Regions from separate parts of the Mus musculus genome. Here all the other regions are linked to region 4. The links are chromatin contacts, called in public HiChIP or PLAC-seq and promoter capture Hi-C maps. All regions are on one chromosome and are shown on one strand. Each heading gives the region's core, a stretch centred on a gene start, on an enhancer-like site or on the middle of the called end of the contact. The rest is flanking DNA. Distances are from core to core; before and after follow the strand shown.

What was found. Promoter capture Hi-C pulls out the DNA fragments that hold promoters and counts their contacts. HiChIP or PLAC-seq counts read pairs in DNA pulled down with a chosen protein or histone mark.
Region 1: a contact with region 4 is called in an H3K4me3 HiChIP or PLAC-seq map of embryonic stem cells, with 21 read pairs. The contact joins the promoter of Wnt5b here to the promoter of 3110021A11Rik in region 4. A contact is called at or near these places in 4 of 39 promoter capture datasets (embryonic stem cells, liver and stem cell-derived epiblast-like cells), 4 of 484 Hi-C or Micro-C datasets (embryonic stem cells, nephron progenitors and uterus), 10 of 115 datasets of contacts at active chromatin or transcription factors (embryonic stem cells, forebrain, large pre-B cells and 2 more) and 3 of 9 other capture datasets (adipose tissue, embryonic stem cells and pancreatic islet).
Region 2: a contact with region 4 is called in a FOXA1 HiChIP or PLAC-seq map of pancreatic cancer cells. The contact joins the enhancer-like site here to the promoter of 3110021A11Rik in region 4. A contact is called at or near these places in 2 of 39 promoter capture datasets (pre-B cells and stem cell-derived epiblast-like cells), 2 of 484 Hi-C or Micro-C datasets (embryonic stem cells and natural killer cells), 15 of 115 datasets of contacts at active chromatin or transcription factors (acute myeloid leukemia, bone marrow-derived macrophages, embryonic stem cells and 7 more) and 1 of 9 other capture datasets (liver).
Region 3: a contact with region 4 is called in a promoter capture Hi-C map of neural stem cells. The contact joins the enhancer-like site here to the promoter of 3110021A11Rik in region 4. A contact is called at or near these places in 1 of 39 promoter capture datasets (neural stem cells), 1 of 15 datasets of contacts at CTCF or cohesin (the NIH/3T3 cell line), 1 of 484 Hi-C or Micro-C datasets (female germline stem cells) and 5 of 115 datasets of contacts at active chromatin or transcription factors (embryonic midbrain, embryonic stem cells and forebrain).
Region 5: a promoter capture Hi-C map of liver shows a contact between it and region 4, with 7 times the contacts expected there. The contact joins the promoter of Ccdc77 here to the promoter of 3110021A11Rik in region 4. A contact is called at or near these places in 18 of 39 promoter capture datasets (the 3T3-L1 cell line, 3T3-L1-derived adipocytes, the C10 cell line and 13 more), 1 of 15 datasets of contacts at CTCF or cohesin (the NIH/3T3 cell line), 4 of 484 Hi-C or Micro-C datasets (CD4 T cells, embryonic stem cells, hematopoietic stem and progenitor cells and 1 more), 14 of 115 datasets of contacts at active chromatin or transcription factors (astrocytes, bone marrow-derived macrophages, cardiomyocytes and 7 more) and 5 of 9 other capture datasets (adipose tissue, embryonic stem cells, embryonic tail and 2 more).
Region 6: a contact with region 4 is called in an H3K4me3 HiChIP or PLAC-seq map of embryonic stem cells, with 17 read pairs. The contact joins the promoter of B4galnt3 here to the promoter of 3110021A11Rik in region 4. A contact is called at or near these places in 15 of 39 promoter capture datasets (the 3T3-L1 cell line, the C10 cell line, the HPC-7 cell line and 7 more), 4 of 484 Hi-C or Micro-C datasets (bone marrow-derived macrophages and embryonic stem cells), 20 of 115 datasets of contacts at active chromatin or transcription factors (the 230-238 cell line, the NIH/3T3 cell line, astrocytes and 10 more) and 2 of 9 other capture datasets (embryonic stem cells and liver).

The regions. Positions count from the first base shown.
Region 1 is chr6:119,542,741-119,546,245 of GRCm38.p6, reverse strand. It overlaps Wnt5b (wingless-type MMTV integration site family, member 5B), which reads left to right and starts at 1,899. Exons shown (of 5, transcript NM_009525.3): 1 at 1,899-2,265. It overlaps Gm52875, which reads right to left. Exons shown (of 2, transcript XM_030255703.1): 2 at 1,899-2,999. The coding sequence starts at 2,698. The coding sequence ends at 1,982.
Region 2 is chr6:120,170,883-120,174,290 of GRCm38.p6, reverse strand. All of the region lies in intron 1 of Ninj2 (ninjurin 2), which reads right to left. Among named protein-coding and RNA genes, the nearest start is that of Gm25327, 29 kb to the right of the region's middle. Within about 2 kb of position 1,945, at least 33 of the 459 cell types and tissues checked have an H3K27ac peak or open chromatin away from gene starts, as enhancers often do. A contact at or near this core is called in bone marrow-derived macrophages and pancreatic cancer cells, where this site is marked.
Region 3 is chr6:119,584,138-119,587,584 of GRCm38.p6, reverse strand. The region is part of intron 20 of Erc1 (ELKS/RAB6-interacting/CAST family member 1); the gene reads left to right. Among named protein-coding and RNA genes, the nearest start is that of Wnt5b, 42 kb to the right of the region's middle. Within about 2 kb of position 1,429, at least 59 of the 459 cell types and tissues checked have an H3K27ac peak or open chromatin away from gene starts, as enhancers often do. A contact at or near this core is called in forebrain and neural stem cells, where this site is marked.
Region 4 is chr6:119,846,873-119,850,153 of GRCm38.p6, reverse strand. 3110021A11Rik (RIKEN cDNA 3110021A11 gene) reads right to left here and starts at 1,961. Exons shown (of 1, transcript NR_030776.1): 1 at 1,125-1,961. Erc1 (ELKS/RAB6-interacting/CAST family member 1) reads left to right here and starts at 2,004. Exons shown (of 21, transcript NM_053204.2): 1 at 2,004-2,277.
Region 5 is chr6:120,355,890-120,358,945 of GRCm38.p6, reverse strand. Ccdc77 (coiled-coil domain containing 77) reads left to right here and starts at 1,579. Exons shown (of 12, transcript NM_001381936.1): 1 at 1,579-1,619.
Region 6 is chr6:120,293,275-120,296,425 of GRCm38.p6, reverse strand. B4galnt3 (beta-1,4-N-acetyl-galactosaminyl transferase 3) reads left to right here and starts at 1,529. Exons shown (of 20, transcript NM_198884.2): 1 at 1,529-2,035. The coding sequence starts at 1,867.

The DNA of each region.
Region 1 (3,505 bases), core at 650-3,149, 300 kb after region 4:
CCTTCCTTCTTTTTCTTTATTATTTTATATTATTATTTGGTTGTTTTGAGACAGGGTCTCACTCTGTAGTGCGTCTGGTCATCATGGCAAGGCTGGAGGTGGCTGGCTACATTACATCTGTGGTCAAGAAGTGGACAGCGATAGATACTCATGTCCAACTGGCTATCTCCTACTCATTCCATCATTTAGTGGGCATCTTTCCCCTCAACTAACCAGCCTAGAAAAATCATCCAAAGACATGCCCAGAAATTTGTCTCCAAGGCAATACTAGATCCTGCCAGATTGCCAATCAATCTAAAGCAGACCTTCTTGCCAGCCTCTGGAGCACAGGTTCTGTATAGACCTCGCTAGCTCACGGCCCAGGCTATGCAGCCTGCTCATGATATGCATCTTAGCTGAGCAAGGGCTTCCCACAGGGCCACTATCTGATGTATCTTGGACAAAGGAGGGAAGGAGGGATGTGCTGGCTGCTGGCTGAGTTGCTTCTCTCACGCTGTCAGCGAGGGGCAGGCAGAGCAAAATGACCCTGGGCGAGCATGAGCATTCTAGGGGTCCACCTCCCCACATCCTGTTTCTCTAGACTTTAAACTTCCGGATGGTGAGAGCTCACGGATTGAACCCCAGGCAGCATTCAGGTTTTGTTCCCAGGTGGCCTTCTGGAGTGATTACAACCTCCAGGTTTTCCCTGAAACTTCCACAAAGCCAGAAGCCCAGAACGAATGATTCACTAGAGGGAAATACTGGAGCCAATTATAAACTGACAAAGCCAACTCAGAGATTTTGTGCTTGTTTTAGATGGCTCTCCCCTTGTCCCATGTGTCCCCAAGGATAAAGCCCTTGAACTGGACTCCCTGAGAGGGCAGGGTCCTATAATTATCATAAGGCATTGATTTACTGGCTGGACCAGATCTTGTAAACCACGCTCACTTCCAAGTGAGAAAAGTCCCGGAGTACCTGGGCTGCTGCCACCCCAATTCCAAGAGCCTTTCTTTCCAATTAAGGGATCATTTGATGAAAATATCCCTTAACTCTTCCTATTGTGACCCCTGAGAACAACAGCTCCTTACACCTCCTCAGTGTGATGAGTTCCTTGTCTTTTTAATGCCCAGAAGGGGGATTCTGTCCCCTTCTTTGGTTTCTAGGTCAAAAGTACAGTGTCTTTGATTATTACTGCTGGTTCCTTCCCCTCACCGAACTGAATTTCGAGGGAATTTCTTTAGCAGGGTGACAAACTCACAACCTGCAGAATGGATTCAGATCATGTGCTCGTGGTGGGCACCATGTAACCAGGATCTGGAACAGGGTTCTGCCACCAGCTGGAGGCCTGGACTCCCCAAAGCCTCTTCTAATTCCTTTCACCTTTTCCGGTTCCTTGGGCAGCTCACTGTGGTGTTCTGTGAGGAAACAGACTAACAGACTATAGGAACCGCCATAAAAGTGTTTAAATTCTGCCCTGAGCTAAGGCCAAACACTGGCCTCTAGTGACCTTTGCAGGCTACTAACGGTAGGGTCCTTTTATGTGCCTCATGTTTATCCGGAGACTAACTGGGCCCTAAGTCCTGACAGAAGCCTTTCCCGCTAGAACAATCCAGGCATCAGAGTCCCAGTCTGAGACCTGCCTGTGTGGGTCCGGACCGGGGTTTGCAGAGTGGAAATAGCTCCCGGGTCGCTTCGCAGCTCCGGACTCCAAAGGGTGTCACCAAAAGGTGAGTCACGCGTCCGCGCTCCACGTCCACGCGCGGTTGCAGTGCTCTGTCCCCGCAGAGTCTGCGGGACAGTGGGCGCGGAGGGGCGCGGAAGGCAGGTGCGGGGGCCGGTCCGGCTCCGGGGAGGAGCCCTCCGGAGCTGGGCGTCGCGCGCGGCCGCGGGCTGCGGGGGGCGGGGAGGCGGCGCGGGGCGGGGCGGGGCGCAGGCGGCGGAGCCCCGGGATCGCGCGCCCCGCGCCGGCGCTGCACTCGAGCCGTGGCCGCCAACGGTGCCGCTAAGTCGGGGCCGAAACTTCTCGGGGTCCCGCGCTCCAGGCCGGTGGCGCTAGCGGCGCCTGAAGGGACGGTGGGGACAACGCGTCTCCCCGGACCCCGAGACCGCGCAGCCTGCGGCCGAGTCGGAGCTCCGGGCGCCCAGCGCCCATCAGGGCGGACCGGGCACTCCGGGCGGGCAGGCTCCGGCCGCGGATGAGGAGTGCGGGGCGGCTGCGCGAGCGGCCCGCGCGCTGAGCCGAGGCTGCCCCGTCCCGTGGACGACCCGACGCCGCAGCCCCCGCAGGTAAGCTCGGGAGTCGGCCCCGCGCCGGCCGAGGGCGCTGTGTGGCCAGGTGGCGGGAAAGGGGCGCGCGGCGACGGGCTCCGCGGGCCGTTGCGAACAAAGCTGGGGCCGCGCGCGGGTGCCTGGCGCGGGCAGGTGGGGCGCGAGCGTCCAGGGGCTCTGCGCTCGTACGGCGCCTGGCCCGGAGCGGGACTGGCCCCCGGGGCGCTGCGCGTCGCCTCCGCGAAGCGGGGAACCCGGAGCTGCTCCGCTTTTCCTGGCTCGCCGGGGCCCAGCTGCAGTTTTGCGCGCGACGAACGGCGCGGAGTGTCTCCGACAGGTACTGCGAAGGGATGACTTTAGCCCAAGTTCCTGTCCCAGGCCACCGCGGGTCACACACTGGAGACGTGGTGCTGTCTGGTTCTCGACTGCTCCTCTGCATCTCTCTGTCCATCCTCGCGGGGCGCCTCAGAGGGTATCTGGCCCAACACTCTGGTCAGACCCAACTTTCTTGGGTATTTGCATCCTCACAAGTCATTGTTGAACACTGCTCACTTTGCTTCTAGAACGATCGGTTCTGTTTTGCAGGCAGAGAAACTGAAGTGGCTCAAGCCCAGGGTGAGTTGCACAGTGAATCGATGGAGGAGGAAACGTTTGTCCCCATAACCAAGGTCCCTTTTCAATGCTTTTGCACTGCCAGGCCACGTTGGCAAAGCTTTCAGCAGCTGCCACCTTGAGCAGTTTCAGCCTGGTACCTGGAAGAAAAAAAGACCCAGGGTCAAGTTAGCAGTCTCCTCAACTACTCAGGCCACCTCAGAGAAAGGCTCCCATTTGCCAGAACTTTGGTGTTCTGGCTGTCAATATAGGAACAGAGATAGCAAGCAAGCAGGGGCTCACTCCTTGCCAGAGATCAGCACTTAGGCAGGTCCATGTGGACATATTAGGGTTTCTCTTTTGTGACTGGCCAGACAGCACAGGCCCGAGTAGTAGGTACACTCCCAGAAAGCTGGACCATCTTCCCCTGAGCCACTGTTCCTGCGTGGATTCATTCCGGAGGAGAGCCTGCCTATTTATCAAAGATGAGGCCCTGATCTCAGGCCCAGGCTGGAGATGGCCCTGATCTCAGGTCCAGCAGCCACAGGCCTGACCTAGTAAAAACCCCACCTTGGTGCAAGGCTGGGTGGGGAAGGCTGCAGGATGGTTTCCTTTTATTTCAAAATAGTATCACATCTCTCTTTGACACATGATTGGTAGCTATAAC
Region 2 (3,408 bases), core at 696-3,195, 320 kb before region 4:
TAACCGTCAGGTTCTCTGTCACTGGGATGCTCTGACCATACAGATACTGTGTTGTCATGAAACCACACTAGTGTCCTGGGTTATTGGGAGGAAGTGCCACTGGAGCTCAGGGCATTCACTGCTGATCTGCCTCTCCAGTCCTGAGGATGGAAGCCAGGGCTGTGGGCTGTCAGGAGAACGCTCTATCCCTGAGCTACAACCCCAGTCTTGTTTTGGATTTGAGACAGTTTTACTGAGTTACTCAGGCTAGCTTCAAACTTGAAATCTTTAGCCTCTCTAATGTCGGGGATTCCATGCTACATTGTCACACCCAGCTACTCTGACTCACCTCAGGAATATCCAACAAAATGGTCCTGAACAACAGGACAACACTATCAGGCATTCTGGCTCCTGGGTCCAGATCCTTAGGGAGACAATACTTGCTGAAGCACAGCGATTCACTCCTGGATTCATGATCGATTATATCTGTCTGTTCTGTTTAAGATGGGATCAGTCGCACCGTGTCGTTTCGCTCAGGCTTGTCTCACACTCCTTGCTCCCTGACCCTGTCTCTCCGGCAGCTCAGATTAGAGGCCTGCAGCCAGGTTCTTGACTTGGAGCTCTAAAAGAAAAATTAATTTTGAGGCAGATGTGGAGGTGCACGTCTACAGTGCCAGCACTTGGGAGGCTGAGGCAGAAGGATTATGAACTTGACATCAGCCTGCACTTTAAAACAAAACCCTTTCTCAATAAATAACTCAATAGATAAATAAGCTGGAGAGACAAGTCGTTATGAAAGAGCAAGCCTGGCTTGTCTTGCTCCCTTCCGCTCTCACTGTGTGACGCTCTTTCTTTTCCCTCTGTCTTGTGTGCTTTCTTGCCACATGGTGCTACCTACCTACCATGAGTCCCTCAGCAGAAGCCAAGTCAATGCCGTGCCTTTACATATTTACAGATTAGAGTTAAACTCCTTTCTCTCTCTCTCTTTCTCTCTCTCTCTTTCTTTCTTTCTTTCTTTCTTTCTTTCTTTCTTTCTTTCTTTCTTTTCTTCCTTCCTTCTTTCCTTCCTTCCTTCCTTCCTTCTTCCTTCTTCCCTCCCTCCCTCCTTCCTTTCTTTCTCTGTCTCTCTCTATCTCTTCCTTTCTTCCTTTCTTCCTTTCTTTCTTTCTTTCTTTCTTTCTTTCTTTCTTTCTTTCTTTCTTTCTTTCTTTCTTTCTTCTTTCCTTTCTCTCTCTCTCTCTCTCTCTCTCTCTCTCTCTCTCTCTCTTTCTTTCTTTCTTTCTTTCTTTTTCAAGACAGGGTTTCATGTAGCTCAGGTAGGCTTCAGACTCACTGAGTAGCCAGGCTGACTTTGAACTCCTGATTCTGCTACCTCTACTGCCAAAGTTCTAGGGTTAGAGGCATGTGCAACCATAGACATAGGCAACCACTCTTCTTTATCAAGTACCCAGCACAGGACATTTTGTGACAGCAACACAAACCAGGTCATGACGTCATTCCTCTCCACTGTAAAATTACTTCCCTATATTTACACTCTACTTGGGATGAGGGGAGTAAATTCAGCCCACACTAAAGAAGAATAACTCCTAAAAATGTTCACGATGGCTGTCTCATGTGAACATTTACATCCTGTCTCATGTAATCGAGCTCTATCCCGTTCACCCACACTACAGTCGGTAAATATGTCTCAATTCCTCCTAGCCTACCTTGCAATTTATGTGTTACACAAGTCAAGCCACTTGTCCTGTAGAGCCACTCATGGTGAGGTATTTAGCCTGCAAAATGACCTCCTGGTGTTCACACCCTATTCTGTCCCTTCCCACACTGGGTCTGGCTCATCTGCTCAACCAACAGGAATGCTGTATTTCTGGTGTTGTGCAGTTTTCAGGGCAGTGTCATAGGAGGCATTGTTCCCGTTTTGCTGTCTTTTGAATTCCTCGCCCTGGGAACCAGCTGCCACGTCATCAGCCTAGCATCCTATGGAAATGGCAAGAGACTGAACCTTGAACAGGAAGCAGCACTCCTTGGCCAACCTGCCAGCTTTGTGCACGGGTCTTCCTTTTCTCTTTTTGGAAACAGAGTTTAGCTTTGTTGGCCAAGCTGCCTCAAACTCCTGGGAAGCAATCCTCCTGCCTCAGGAGTGAGGGGGACTGCAGGTATGGAGCACTGGTTCAGACTTGAGTGAGCAAGCAGAAAAGTGGCCCCTTTCGAGGGTCTGGGTCTGGCTGACGTCCTGAATGCAATCCCGTGGGCTTCAAAGGCAGAGCCACTCCTGAATCCCAACCCACAGAAGCTCACTGCTCCTCTGCTGGCTGTGTTGCCTGTGCCCACCGGCTAGATCTAGACCGGCGTTAGACTTAGGATGCATTTGGGGGAGGAGTTGTTTTACCAGCACACTGAACACACAATTCTCCATTACAGGTATGTTCCTCTCAGCCTAGTGAAATGTCATGGTGTACTATCAGTCTATATCTTTGCTCCATCATGCCCGATCTCCTTTTGACATCCCTGTTTGATATCCCCAGCTTTACCACATCGGGCTTAGGTATGGGTTTTCAGCGCCTCCTTTCCCTTTCTTTGTGTGCATGGTATATGGATGTGTGCGTGTGGGGCTGCGTGGGTGCGGGCGGGTGCACATGCCTCTCTGAGGATGCACACAGAGAGCACAGGGTTGCATGTCTTCCTTAACTGCTCCATGGAAGACAGGCCGCACTTCCTCAAAGGGATTCACATGGGTGACCATTCCTGGGTATCCACTCAAGGAAGGAAAACGTGTCCAGTGAGCCACACTTGTTATCCCAGCAATCTGGGAGGCTGAGGCAGAAGGAGCACTATGATTTCAAGGAGAGCTTGACTTCATAATGATTTTGAAGAAGATTCTGGAATAGATTTTTTTGTTTGTTTGTTTGCTTTGTTTATGTTTTTTCGAGACAAGGTTTCTCTGTGTAGCCCTGGCTGTCCTGGAACTCACTCTGTAGACCAGGCTGGCCTCAAACTCAGAAATCCACCTGCCTCTGCCTCCCGAGTGCTGGGATTAAAGGCGTACGCCACCACACCCAGCTGGAATAGATTTTTTTTTAAAGAAAAAAAAAAAAAAGCAATCCTTGTCCTTATAGACATAATCAAGGAGAAGAAGGATCCAGCAAGATGGCTCAGTGGGTAAAAGTTGAGCTCATTCCACCAAGTCTGCTGACCTGCGTTGGCTTCCCAGAACCTTTCTGTGGAGAGAGACCAACCATCTTACCCTCTACACGCACAGTCATGGACTTCTGACACCCACCAAGCAAACAAAATAAATACCTACATACATAAACATAACAGTTATTTTCCAATTAAAAAAAAGGGCGGGGGAGAACCAGGCTGGGATGTAGCTCCGATGGTACGTATTTGTCTAGCACACACTAGGTACTGGGTTCAACCCTCTGCCTT
Region 3 (3,447 bases), core at 180-2,679, 260 kb after region 4:
AAGTAAATCCTCCCAGTGTGTCAACTCCAGCAGAAACTGGCACTTTGAAATGCAGAACTTCTTGTCATGATGCTGCTGGTGTAGTCAGTGCCAGCTCAGGCTGAGTGTGTCTCAGGGTGCTGCAGTTGAGTGCACCACCCAAGCCTGTGGGTCCTTCTAGAGACAAGGGGAGAGTGGATGAATAATAAGGAGAATTGGAGAGTTTATTTAACCCCTTCACTTGTTCCCTATGGGACAGAAGGACCCTGGTGTTCTGCCGTAAGTCCTATGAAGTGTCATGCAGCCATAGGCGGTGGTCCACAGACACTGGGGATAATTGCTCAGGGCCACATGCAGCCTTATCTGGGCTCTGGTTTGTTTGGACTGGCCTACTAAGGTTACATGCAGAAGGATAATTCCAGGGTTTCCCAGTCTCCCCTTGCCTATGCAGCTGAATCCCTCCCTGCACTTCTCATGAAGGCCAAGCACACCTTCTCTGTGTCTGGCTCCCTAGAAGGAGACTGTAGAAGAAAAGCTATGTCTGTTCTCCTACACATGCTTGCATTGTCTTCTCGGGTTAGGCCAAAGCTCTGTGAGTATGCTGGAGGTCTGAATGCCGTGGCTTCATCATGTTTCTCAGGGAAGTGTGCTCATAGCATGGAGAGCCTTAAGTATTCATTGAGCCAGATTAGACTGGAACTATCCCTGGAGTTTCTATCCTATCTTTCTTGACCTGTGACAAAACTTCAAAAGTCTGAGATTTAAGAGATTATAGGAATATTTTTCTTTCAGCCCCTTAAGGAGCTTTCAAATCATATCCCATACTTTCTTCCCTTCCACATGCAAAAATTAGTAACATGCAACCCTACCCACATCTATCTCCGTGCCAGCTGAGTCAGACACAGGCATTCTCTATCAGTGTGTGATACTTATGTCTCACCACTATACATGATCATCCATGAATGGCCATGTTCATTCAGGGACCACTTAGAAAACCCTCCTGACAACAAAGGTTGGTCATTATAGACACCTCCCATGATTCTGTTTTACTGAACCAGGAGTTTGTACCCCACTAAAGGATCATCATGTCACTTTCTCTAGGAGTAGCCATTGGGATAATATATCAGGCTTGCACTAAAATTAGAGGGAAACTCAGCAGGGTGACCACGGGAGCCTTTTCAGTCTTTGCCTATCACTGACACTAACGTGGGATCCCACATGTTGGGAAGCACAGTTCTGGGACTAGGTGTGTTGTGCACATGCCACAGTGGCTGCAACACTCCCCTCTCTCTTCCCTTCACTTGGCCAGAGACATCAGCTGGACATGGAGTGGGCCTCATGGGTTCTGCACTTACAGCTCAGCTGCAACAAGGCCTTATTCTTACCACCCTGGCAGCTTCAGCATTGGATTTCCTAATCCATTGTTTGGTTTGGGGGGAGGGGCAGGAGGGGAGGCTTCATCCTTTCCCTTTTGACAGTCTTTGTTTCTGTGAGCCAAACTAAACACATGGGGCTGGCCAGCCACCCTGCCTGGGTCTGTGCTCCCCAGAATATTACTATTGTTGTGATAGATGTCTTTAGCAGGAGGCAGGTTTCCTTACATTTTGAAAATGGTGTGCAAGTCTCAGTTCATTTCACTTAGCAGATGATTGAAAGACAATCTGAGGTACTGCCAAACAAGACTTTTAGAATTCTAGATAGTTGGCAGTGTTTGTTTAGGCCATGCCACTGCAAGCCCATATAAAACAGATGTCACGTTTTGCAACATGTCCTTGTGACTGTCTGCCCCTTGCCTCAGGACGATGCTTCTGTTCAGTACGCCACCAGGGCCGACTGGCTTGTTGTTCGAAGGTGACAGTATGCCACAGTTCCTTGAGTGTTCTAGGGACCTACCTTTATAGGAAGTGATTCCCATTCTCTTGGCCCTTCAAAATGAGTGCATAGGACACCAGCCAAGCAGTGCGAATACTCTGTGGAGTTTCTTCTTTTCCCAGTTTTCTCTTTCTTAGTCATGAGTGTTGCTGTGCTCCTCCTGTCGTCTCGGTCTCTACACACATTCAGAAGAGAGCACTCTAGCAAGACAGACTCCCATGAGAGAGACGGACCTGGGAGTTGTTAGTGGCACAGTATCACAGAGGGGACACAGATTATCTCACCTAGGGACAAATGTCCTAGACAGGAAAGCATTTTAGACGTGTCTGGCTCTAAGTAGGTCAGAGAGTAAGACATTTAGTATCTTAGCAACACTTGCAGATAGAGTGTGCATGCATCTGGAAACTGTAGGTCTGACTTCTGACCCAGGCTGGCCTCTGGGTGATGCATGCTAAGTTTCCTGGAGTGAGTATGTTCACCAGCCTAGCACCCTTCCACCATACCGCTTCAGGCCTTTGTCTCACCTGTAAGGTAGAGTCTGGAACCAGGGATCACCATGCTCCCTCTAGGCTGTAAGTTGAGATTTCAGAATCACTATGCTTTGACTCCAACATGTATAAGCCTCTTACTTTTGTGATTAGATGTTTGCCTGGCTCCGGTAGGGTGGGAAGGACAGGAAAGGGACAGAGACCGGGAGATCCAGAGTTTGACTCCTCAGTGTTTGATTTCACTCATGACTCAGGGCTGCTGTGTTTTCAGTGCTGTGACAGAGGAGCTCTTTATTTGGTCTTAGGTTTGACTTGGGGGAGGATGAACCTTTAAATGGAACCCAGGGCCTTGGGCGTGCTAGGCAAGTGCCCTGGTCCTTAATTTCTTTTCAACCTTTGAAACCAAATTATACAAATAATGGCAATCTAACCTTGAAAAGCATTCATCCAGTACATGATTAACAAATATTGTGTTCTAAGAATAAAAATCCTGGAGATGATCCTGGAATTACATGATTTTCATGCTTCACAGCATGAAGTACTTGCTGTTTCTGTATGAGGAAGGAGAAGGCAGACATTCCTTCATCTCAATGCATAACTAGTACTTTGCGGGGCAGGGAAAGGGTGTCATTTTTAACCTGTGGGTGGGGAAGCTGTAAAAGTCTTCGAGATTAATCTGTAGCTTTCCTTGCCATCAATGCTAGTAAATCCTACAGTGTGAAAACAGTGACCAGATTCCTGTAGGAAATGGCTTCCTAATTGAGAAATCACTGTGCTCTGAGGTGCCCCCAATCTGGTAAGCTTTATGGTCTGTTCAGAATAGCAAAGTAGCAAAATACATTGCAGTTTATTCCATATGTTTGAGAAATTGAAACTGGGAAGCTCATTTTGTGTCTCCATAATTCCTAAACTGCTGCTGGTTTGGGTTATGGAGCTAGAAAGTGTAGCCAAGACAGGGCAATTTCTACTTGACCCACCACTTCCGGGCCACCACCCTCATTAGTTTTACAGCTCTGACTTCAAAGCCTGTGTCCTAGGAGTTAGCTGGTTTGTTTTTTTGTTTTGTTTTGTTTTGTTTTAAAATACTCAAGTTCTTGTCTGCTTAAAG
Region 4 (3,281 bases), core at 712-3,211:
ATACACAGGACAGATATTTTCATCCCAAAAGAGAGAAACTGGAGAAGAGGAAGGGGACCAGGTGCCAAGCACATACAAATCCCCCGGGGAGTGCCAGGTGTAGTGTCACTTGCTTGCAATCTCATCATTAGGGAGACTGGACCAGCTACTGTTGTGAATTCCAGGACATCCTGGACCATGCATCGAACAGATAAACAAAACCCCCAACAGAGACACATACACCTATAGCAAGGCAAGCGCCTCTTTACTTATTATACAGAGAAGTATCTGGAAAAACAGCCCATAAAGAATGGCTTGAATGGGTGAGTACCTAGATATCTAAGAAATGAAATCTCAATTTCTCAATTTCTCTCTCTCTCTCTCTCTCTCTCTCTCTCTCTCTCTCTCTCTCTCTCTCTCTCTGTGTGTGTGTGTAAGGAACCAGAGTATGACATCAGGTGTCTTCCTCTATTGCCCTCTGCCTTGTTGCCTTGAGACAGGGTCTTTCACTGCATCAGAAGCTCATCTTTTGGGATCAATCTGTCCTCCTTCTGCAGTGCTGGTGTTACAGATACTTGAAGCCATGCCTGGGTTTTATGTGGGTGCTGGGGATTCAAACTTAGGTTCTCCTGCTTGTAGAGCAAATGCTCGTATCCACTAAGTCATCTTCCCAGCCCCAGAAACGAAATCTTTGAAGATTCTTTTCTGGCTGCTGAATAGTCCCGTTTAGCTGCACACTCTCTAACAATTGGCTGTCATATGTTAGATGTACTGAAGGGGAATCAGTTTAGTGTGCCCAAGGAGCTGTAATGACCCAAGTGCATTTTGGAAGGGAACAATTAGAGAATCTGGAAAGGACAAAATATAGTTTGGTGGATGAACGTGAATACTACAGGATGGGGGAAGATGTTAATGGGATTAGGAAGAGTGTAAGCCGGTTAATTATGATGGTGGGAGGTTAGGGATGAGTAAACCGGTGAGTCTTAGCTCCTCTCATCTCAAAGGCATTTCAAATTAGCTTAATAAGCGCTGTGAGTATGGGGATGAGTGTAATTCACACCACCCTTGGATTTTCGGCTTAGAGATAGCTTATCTACATTTTTAAGATTAGTAACTATGTGTTGCCCCCACCTCCGTATTTTTTTTTTTTTTTTTTTTTTGGCTTGCTCTTGACAAAAGGCAAAGGTTGAAATTCAGCAGCAGAAAACTGGGCTGTCTAAAATAAGGTAGCAGCTGCTTTGTAGTTCGCCTTGCTTGGTGTGAGGGCTAAATAAAAAAGGTAACGCGGTGAAGCATTTGGCACAGTACACTGCATGTGGACATCAGGTTCCGCCCACACTCTTCCTCCCTGGAATGATCCTTGCAAAAAAAGCCACCTACTGAGGCGAGGGTCTTTTGCCATGACCGCTTGGACAGCCCAGATGACTCAAGAGTATTATTGCCTTCCACAGCCTCACAGCGCAAAAGCCAAGGGTGAGAGAAGCTAACTTCTCTTGGACAAAGGGTGTCCAGGCAGCCGTGGCTCTAATGACAAGCCCTGAGCTATTTATTTCCTAAGGTGGCGGCCGTCCCAGGGTTCGGGTAACGGGCTTGCCAAGGAAGGGGCGGGGCGACTCCAGGTTTGGGAAAGGCCACTCCACTCCTGGGGCTTCCAGCAGTCCACGTCCTACGGCAAGCAGGAGGAGACAAACGCCGCCCCTCCTCGTCCGCACCTTCCTCGCTCAATATCGCGGCCCGGGCTCCCGGTGGACGCTCGGCCGTGGGTGTGGGTGTGGGTGTGTGTGTGAGGGGCGGCGCTACGTGTGGCGCAACCCTGCCTCGGCACCCAGTTACCTTCGCGGCCTCGGAGCGCCGCACTTGTCGATCCTGGCGCGCGGTCCCGTGGAGCGGCGTAGCGGGGCGCTTCCCAGTGGGACGAGGGAAAGCCCAGCGGCCCGGGAGAGCGGGAGGCGGGGCGAGGGCGCCGCGCGGGCGACAGGGGGTGGGGCTAGGTGTGCGCGGGGGGCGGGGCGTGGTGACGTCGCGGGCGCCGGTCGTGCTGTGGCGGTGGCGGCGGCGGCGGCGGCTGTGGTAGTGTCGGCGGCAGGCTGTCCGGGAAGCAGTAGCAGCAACCGCAGCAGCAGCGGCGGCCCTGAGGAGAGTAAGGCGGCCGCGTCGGCAGCGGCTCGCTCGTCAGGCGGAACCTCGATCTGCCCAGAGGTCGCAGGCGCCGAGGCATTTGTCGTTTCCTACCCGGCTCGGCGCTCCCGGCCCTGGCTGGGCAGGGCAGAGCGCCCCTGGGGAGGGGCGGAGCTGTAGGTGAGGCTTGGGGACCCCTCCCCCTCCTTTTTGGGCCGGGGGTGGGGAGGAGGATGGGGAGGTCGGGAGGGCGGACCCCGCCCCAGCGCACCCGAGCCCACCGGCGGCCGCGCCCTGCGGAGCTCCCGGATTGGGCGGGAGCGAAGGCGCTGGCGGTAAGGATCGCTGCTGGAGGTGGGAGGTGGGGGGCTTCTGGCCCACCGAGAGCCGAGGGTGGGAGGCATGATGTGGGGCTATTGGGGAGCCCTGGAGTTGGGGTGCGGCCAAGGTGGATCGGATGTAAAATGTTTAAGATGATCTTATTATTTTGAACCTGGTTAGATAGAAGAGGAAAGGTTGTATTTCAGATGGAAAATGAGGCATGGATGTCGCCTTGGAGGTAGCTGGAGGGGCTACTGCAGCAGATCTCACATTGCCACTCTAGGGTTTTGGTTCTTTTCTTGGTCAGATGAGTAGAATTCGCTGAGGGAAGAGAATCCCTTTGCGTTGACTTGGGGTTGGTAAATTGGGAGCGCGAGTGAGTGAGGTTTTTACACACAAGAAGGAAGATGTTGGTGTTTAGACAACTTCATTCTATAGCAACCAACCATGAAGGAGTGAGTCTCATTACTCTTAGCCCCTCAAAAGTGCTATCAGCCTTTTCTTTTCCTTGCCCCCCTCAACCCCCTCTCCTGTGCTTGATCTCTTTGTACCATTTTTCATTTTTGAGTTGACCCGTTAAGAAAAGGCCCTGGACTCAGAGTAATAGTTGCAGGTGGTTGTGGCTGATTGCTTTGAGCGAACTGTGAACAGTTCTGTTGGAGATGACTGTATGAAATTGCTTAAGCGTTTAAAGTGCAACTGTCTCTTACATCTTGTTTTTCAATAGACCTTGATACATTTTGCGTTTATTTAATCATTATGTGTGTGTGCCTGGCATACACACGATAGATTACTCCCTCCCTCTTTGAGGTCAAAGGTCAAAGCTTTTGGGACTTGGTTCTCCCACTGTGGATGGCTGGGAT
Region 5 (3,056 bases), core at 330-2,829, 510 kb before region 4:
TCTAGTCAGTCTCATTTAAACATCAGGAGGATATATGAAGAGCTGAGGGTGGTGGCTCATGCCTCTAAACCCAACACTAGTTGGGGAACCCTGTCTCAGCAACAAAAGAGGATATATAAAAGGAAGTTACACAAGAAAGGATCAATTCTGCAATGCATAGTAGCATTACTTTAAAATTTGGAAAGCTTGAAAATTGAAGCTTTTATGCCTATGTCAACTTCAGTGGCTCACTGATAAGTGTACACAATTTTTTCAATATGATATTTCAAATATCATTGGTTTTCCTATTCATGTCATAGGAAAGGATAAAGAGAAAGTTTATAGTTTTTCCTTCTTTGTTATTCTATTTTGGTTAGTCCCTGGGAAATTCTTGGAGTCAGGCTTGGGTGAGAAGTATAGTTCAGTGGTAGAATACTTGTTTACCATTAAGTAACCATGATTCCTTTTTTGGTTTTGTTTTGTTTTGTTTTGTTTTGTTTTGTTTTGTTTTGTTGAGACAGGGTTTCTCTGTATAGCCCTGGCTATCCTGGAACTCACTTTGTAGACCAGGCTGGCCTCGAACTCAGAAATCTGAGGCCTGCCTCTGCCTCCCGAGTGCTGGGATTAAAGGCATGTGCCACCACGCCCGGCAGGACCATGATTCCTGAAGCCTTAGTTCAGTCGCAGGGTGAATCCAATGACTGAGCAAACAAGCAAAGAGCCATTAAAATGTGTTTGGAGTCAGAGGTGATGAGCTATAATACCTCTCTGTGTGTTTGTTTTGTTTGTTGTTTGTTTAAGGGTGTAGTTCTGCCCTAGAACTTGCTGTGTAGACCCAGCTGGCTGCCCCTGCCTCCCATACACTGGGCTTATGCCTGAGTCCCAGAATTTGAGGGTAGATGCAGGAGGATCTCTGAGGCTTCTACACAGCAAGATCCAAGCTAAACTGGATACATAGTGAGTCCTGGTTTGGTTCCTCACACCCATATGGTGGCTCACAACCATCCCTCTTTAATTACATCTAAGCTAAGGCATAGAAAACTCTGTCTCCTCCTCTCCTCTCCTCTCCTCTCCTCCCCTCCCCTCCCCTCCCCTCCCCTCCCCTCCCCTCCCCTCCCCTCCCCTCCCCTCAAACTCCTGATCCTTTTTATGTCCCTTCTCAGGAATTGGGATTACAGGCTTTTACAACTCCGTAGGATTTGTAGAACGTTTCTTAGGCTCACTTGAAACAAACTAAAGGCTCACTCGAAACAAATGATAATGTGTACTAAACTCTCCGAGGAGTTCTCGTGATTATGTATGTCATTTATGCAACAGGTTTCATTAAAGGAAAATAGTTAAGTGAGTTTAGACTGAGTTGTCAAAACGAGTTCTAACAGCCAAGGGATACTTACCTCCCCCCTCCACACGCATTCTGTCTTTGCGCAATGCTGTGTGCAGAAGAGAAACTACACTTCCCAGGAACCTCTGCCGGTGAGGCGCAAGGCAAGATGGGAAGTACTGCTGGGTGAACAACCGTCCTATTGGTGTGCAACCTAAAAGGCCGCCTGAGCTCGTGAGCGATTGGTAGGATTTTGTAGATGCTCGCTGATTTGAGTTGTTTTTCGGTTGCGTTGTTGGACGCCAGGGGTTAGCACTTGGTGAGTGTGGATTTCAGGGAAAGGGTGAAAGTTTTTTGGGGAGTAAATATGGTGGGATAAAAGCCTTAGTAATCAGTGCGGAAGGGAGCTACAGGAGACTAAACCTAGGGCCAGTCAAGGAAAGATTGTCTGTAAAAAGAGAAGTTTCCGGGACGCGGAGAGCTTTAAGAATGACTGAGCAAAGATCTGCTCAAGAACTGTATGAACTTGCCAGAGAACAGGATCCAGACGTCCTGAGATGGACGGAGTTCCGTCTCCGTCTTCCTCCCACTTGCTTAAGCTTCGATTTCCTCGTTTGAAAAATAAGGGATAATAAAAATACTTCAGAAAGTGGTTATGCGGGTAAATACGACTTTTTAGGGACGGGGTTGTGGCCAATATGTAGAGTGTTTGCTTAGCACGCCTGTGCCCTCAATTCGATCTCTTACACCTACAAAACAGAAACCCATCACCTTTTATATAAATAGAGGCATTCCTGCCTTGCAAGGTAGGATTAAGATGGCTTCTGTCTGCCTGGAAGATAGGTTATCATAGTAAAACTGCAAATACAGGCATTTATCAGTGAGGGGGGAAAAAAAGCTTTTAAATTTTTTTAATTATTCGTTTTTGTTTTTTGATTCGGGAATCTTACTCTGCAGCCCACGTGGGCTTGCAGTTCACTATATGTACCAGACTGGTCTCAAACTCTTGGCATTATACTCTTGTCTCGGTCTTCTGAGTGTTGGGAGTACAAGTACACAATCAGTTTATGGTTTTTCTGTTGTTTATTTGAGACAAGACCTTGCTCTGTTCCGGGCTTGCCTGGAATTCAACTCTGTACCCTAGGCTGCCCTCAATGTTGGGTGATCTTCCCAGTGCTAGCTTTTAATGACAGATGCCACTACAATTGGCTTTCTAGATCGTCTTGAATGGAAAAACTCAAGAAAGAGATGGAAGAAATAGTATTTAAGATGAATTTTACATGCAGAATACACTTGATTAAGTGAATTTACTAGAGTTGTGGAAGGAGTTATAATTGAACTGCCAGGAAGCTCATGAGCAAAGGCATAGAACCAAGAACATTATGTGCCTCTGGCGTGGTGTATAAGCTTTTAATCCCAGTGCTCGGGAGCCAGAGGCAGGCAATCTCTGTAAGTTTTAGACCAGCCTGGTTTACATAGTTCCAAGCCAGCCGTAGTGAGATCCTGTCCAAAAAAACAAACAAAAAAAACATTTTATAAAAACAGGGTATATCTGGGGAAAGAGATAAAAATAAGTCAGGGAAGAGAGGTTAGGCTCTAAAATAGAAAGTTCTGAATTCTAGGCTTTATTTAATGTTCGTGTCTGTAAGTAGCCACTTGTCAGCTTGTGATTTTTTTGTTTTGTTTTGTTTGTTTGTTTGTTTTGTTTTTTTTGGAACAAGGTATCTATCACTATATAATGCTGGTTGTCCTGGAA
Region 6 (3,151 bases), core at 280-2,779, 450 kb before region 4:
TGTTCAGCCCTCTCCCACACAGCCTTTTCATCACTTCTTACCCCTCTGTTACTGACTGCCTTCCTCCCTCAGGTTCCTTCTGTTATCATGTAATGTGTATTCTATCAGTCTCTTTCCCCTCTTCCTCTTCTCTTAAGGATTTTTTTGAGATGGGGGCGCGTATACATGCGGCTGCACTCACCTACACTGGAAATCAAAACCAAGGCTTTGTGTATGCTAAACATTTCTCCTACAATTGGTATGTACGCCAGATCACTCTTCTCTTCTGCAGTCTCTACCCCTAGATTTCTTTTGTCTCTGTGCTGACCTTGGCTGACTTTAAAAAGCTTGCCTTGACCTTTCTTTCAAAGCTTCTATAATCATAAAAGAAGACCTTTTATGTGGCATGAGAGTTGGGAGAAAAGAAGAGACTCGGAAGGAAATAGCGCGAATCCACCTGTGGTACGGGCAGCTTAAGGAAGATGTGCCTCTCCTTTTCATTTTTTCTTTCTTTTTAAAATATTTTATTTCTCAAATGTACATGTGTGCCTCTTTGTGTGGGTATATTCATGTGAGTGGAGGCTGGAGCAGAAGCTAGAAGAGGAAGTTGGAATTAATGGGTTTGGGGAACCCACCTCAGGCCCTGAAGAAGAGCATCATACACTCTTTTCTCTTTTCTTTTTTTGAGATTTATTTGTTTATGCGTACGTACACTGTAACTGTCTTCAGACGCACCAGAAGAGGGCATCAGATCCCATTACAGATGGCTGAGGGCCACCATGTGGTTGCTGGGAATTGAACTCAGGACCCCTGGAAGATGCTTAATCACTGAGCCATCTCATCTCTCCAGACCCAGACCATGCACTCTTAATAGATGAGCCATCTCTACAGTTCTGCCAGACCCCCTTTCCATTTCCCTAGTTCTTTCATGGTTCTGGGATGGAACCCAGGGCCTCCTGAATGCTAAGCATTTGGTCTGCTCTTGAGTGGCCCCTCCATTTTTTTTTTTTTTTTAATCTCCAACAATCTTTCACCCAAAACACCTAAAACTGGAGAAACTCCTTGTAAAGGCTCCCCTGGTGCCTTTCAGTTGTAGTTGCGCCAGGGAAAAAACGGTATTCAAATTTGACTTGGAAGACAGTTAAGATTGAATGAAGTGTCAGTTAATTGTGACTAGGGTCTTTCTAGGTAGAGAAAGGTCCTGAGGCCAAAGTCACAGAGGTCACTTAAAAAAAATGTGTCTCAGCCCCACAGCAAGCTTCGAAAGAGCGCCTTCGAATATCTTGACGGTGACTGGGTTTTCTTGGTTCACAGAGTCCATGTCTTAGCTCGCATCTTCTTTCAGTCCCATATCCCTCATCATCACCCCACACACCCTCCCACATAACTCCAAGCCGGTGAGTACGCCAGGGACCAGCTCTCTCTGGCCCCACCTCTCCCCTTCCCTCATTCTCTAGGGGGCGGGGCCCACCTGCGCCTGGGGGCGGGGCCAAGGCGTGGGCGGGACAGGTAGGGAGTAAGGTAATGCTCGGAGCTGAGAGAAAGCGCCCTAACTGCAGCAAGCAAGCGCAGGGGCCGGAGGGCAACTAGGAGAGCCTCCTGGGCAGAGCGCTGGAGTGAGAAAGAAGAGAGGGAGGGAGGTGGCGGGCCTGCGACGAGGAGAGGCGTGGAGCGGACACTTGGGGAGGAGGAGCCCGGCTCCGCGGCCGGAGAACGACCTGCGAGGCACCCGCGCAGCCCAGGATCACCCCAACGCGTCGAGCATGAGCAGTCGGCCCGCTGGAGAGCGACCCGGGGAGACTGGCTGTGCGCCGCGCTGAGCGGCGGAGCCGGGCCGGAACGACGGGTGGGTAGCGGGTGCTGGAGCGGCAGGCTGGGCGAAGCGCCATGGGGAGCCCCCGCGCCGCGTTGCTGATGCTGCTCCTGCGCCCGATCAAGCTGCTGAGGAGGCGCTTCCGGCTGCTGCTGCTGCTCGCCGTAGTATCGGTGGGACTCTGGACTCTGTATCTGGAGCTGGTGGCGTCGGCCCAGGCCGGCGGGAACCCCCTGAACCACAGTAAGTAGCGCCGGGGGGCGAGGAGGTGGCGGAGGTGGGCGGGCGCTCCGGGCGGGGACCCGCCTCTCCGAGCTGATTCCAGGTGCCGGCGCCGCCCCGCGCTTTCCTGGGGACCTGGGCTTGTCGAGGCCACTGTGGGTCGCTGATCCTGGCCTGCCCACTCAGGACAGAGTGGAGCCGGGACGCTCTCAGGACATCCGGAGCGCTGGTGGAGGATTGGGGCGCCTTCCACCGTGCGGGAGCCACAGCCTCGCGGGACAGAGCTGTTTGCGAGCGCGGGCTCTGGGGCTGCGGCGCACTCGGCCACACGCTGCGATCAGAGCCTCCCCAACTTTGCCCTCGGCTTGCTGGAGTGGTTGGCTCGCTGTTTCCCCTCCAGCCGAGCTTTCGGGGGTTCCTTTTCAAAAAGCACCTCCGAGAGAGACGCCTGGCCTTCCCGCCTTGCGTGCGCCTCTTTTTCCAAGAGTCCCACCTCCTGAATGCGTGGTTCTCTGCTGGTCCAGACTGCCTCCTCCAGTGTTTTCACACTCTCCGCAATACCCACAGATCTAACAAACTCCCCAGACCCCGCCCAAGGCGACCCTGCCATGAGTAAATTCCTACTTGTATTTTTATTTCATCAAAGCACTCAAGTTTCTGCTTAGGAAAAGGGGAGGAAATGGCCTATCCCCTCTTCAATGGATATGATTATTACCCACAGTGACTTTCAGTATACTTTTGATAGGCTTAATAAAATTAAAAGTCATCTAGTAGCCAGAAAGGAGTGGAGAAGTTTCGAGAAGGGTCAGGTGCTCTTCTCCAGCCTTGAGGGGGGGGGGTGTGGGGGGAAGTTCTACTTCATCTTCTCACTGGGTCTCACTTTCCTGCTTTAAGAAACTCAAAGACTACCCTCCTGGTAGATTTTTTTGGCCAACAGTTTTTCTCTTAGCTGGATGTGATGGTTTATCTTTTGTGGCTCAGAAGAAGAAATGAGTGTCCTAGTCAGTAACTAAGCAGGATCGGTTTGGAGATGTACTCTTATAGCCCTACCTCTCTATGGCTGTGGACACAATTCTGGCTGTGAACTAGAAGATGCTGTTACAAGGGATCAAGCTATGGCTGTAGCTAGAGATCAAG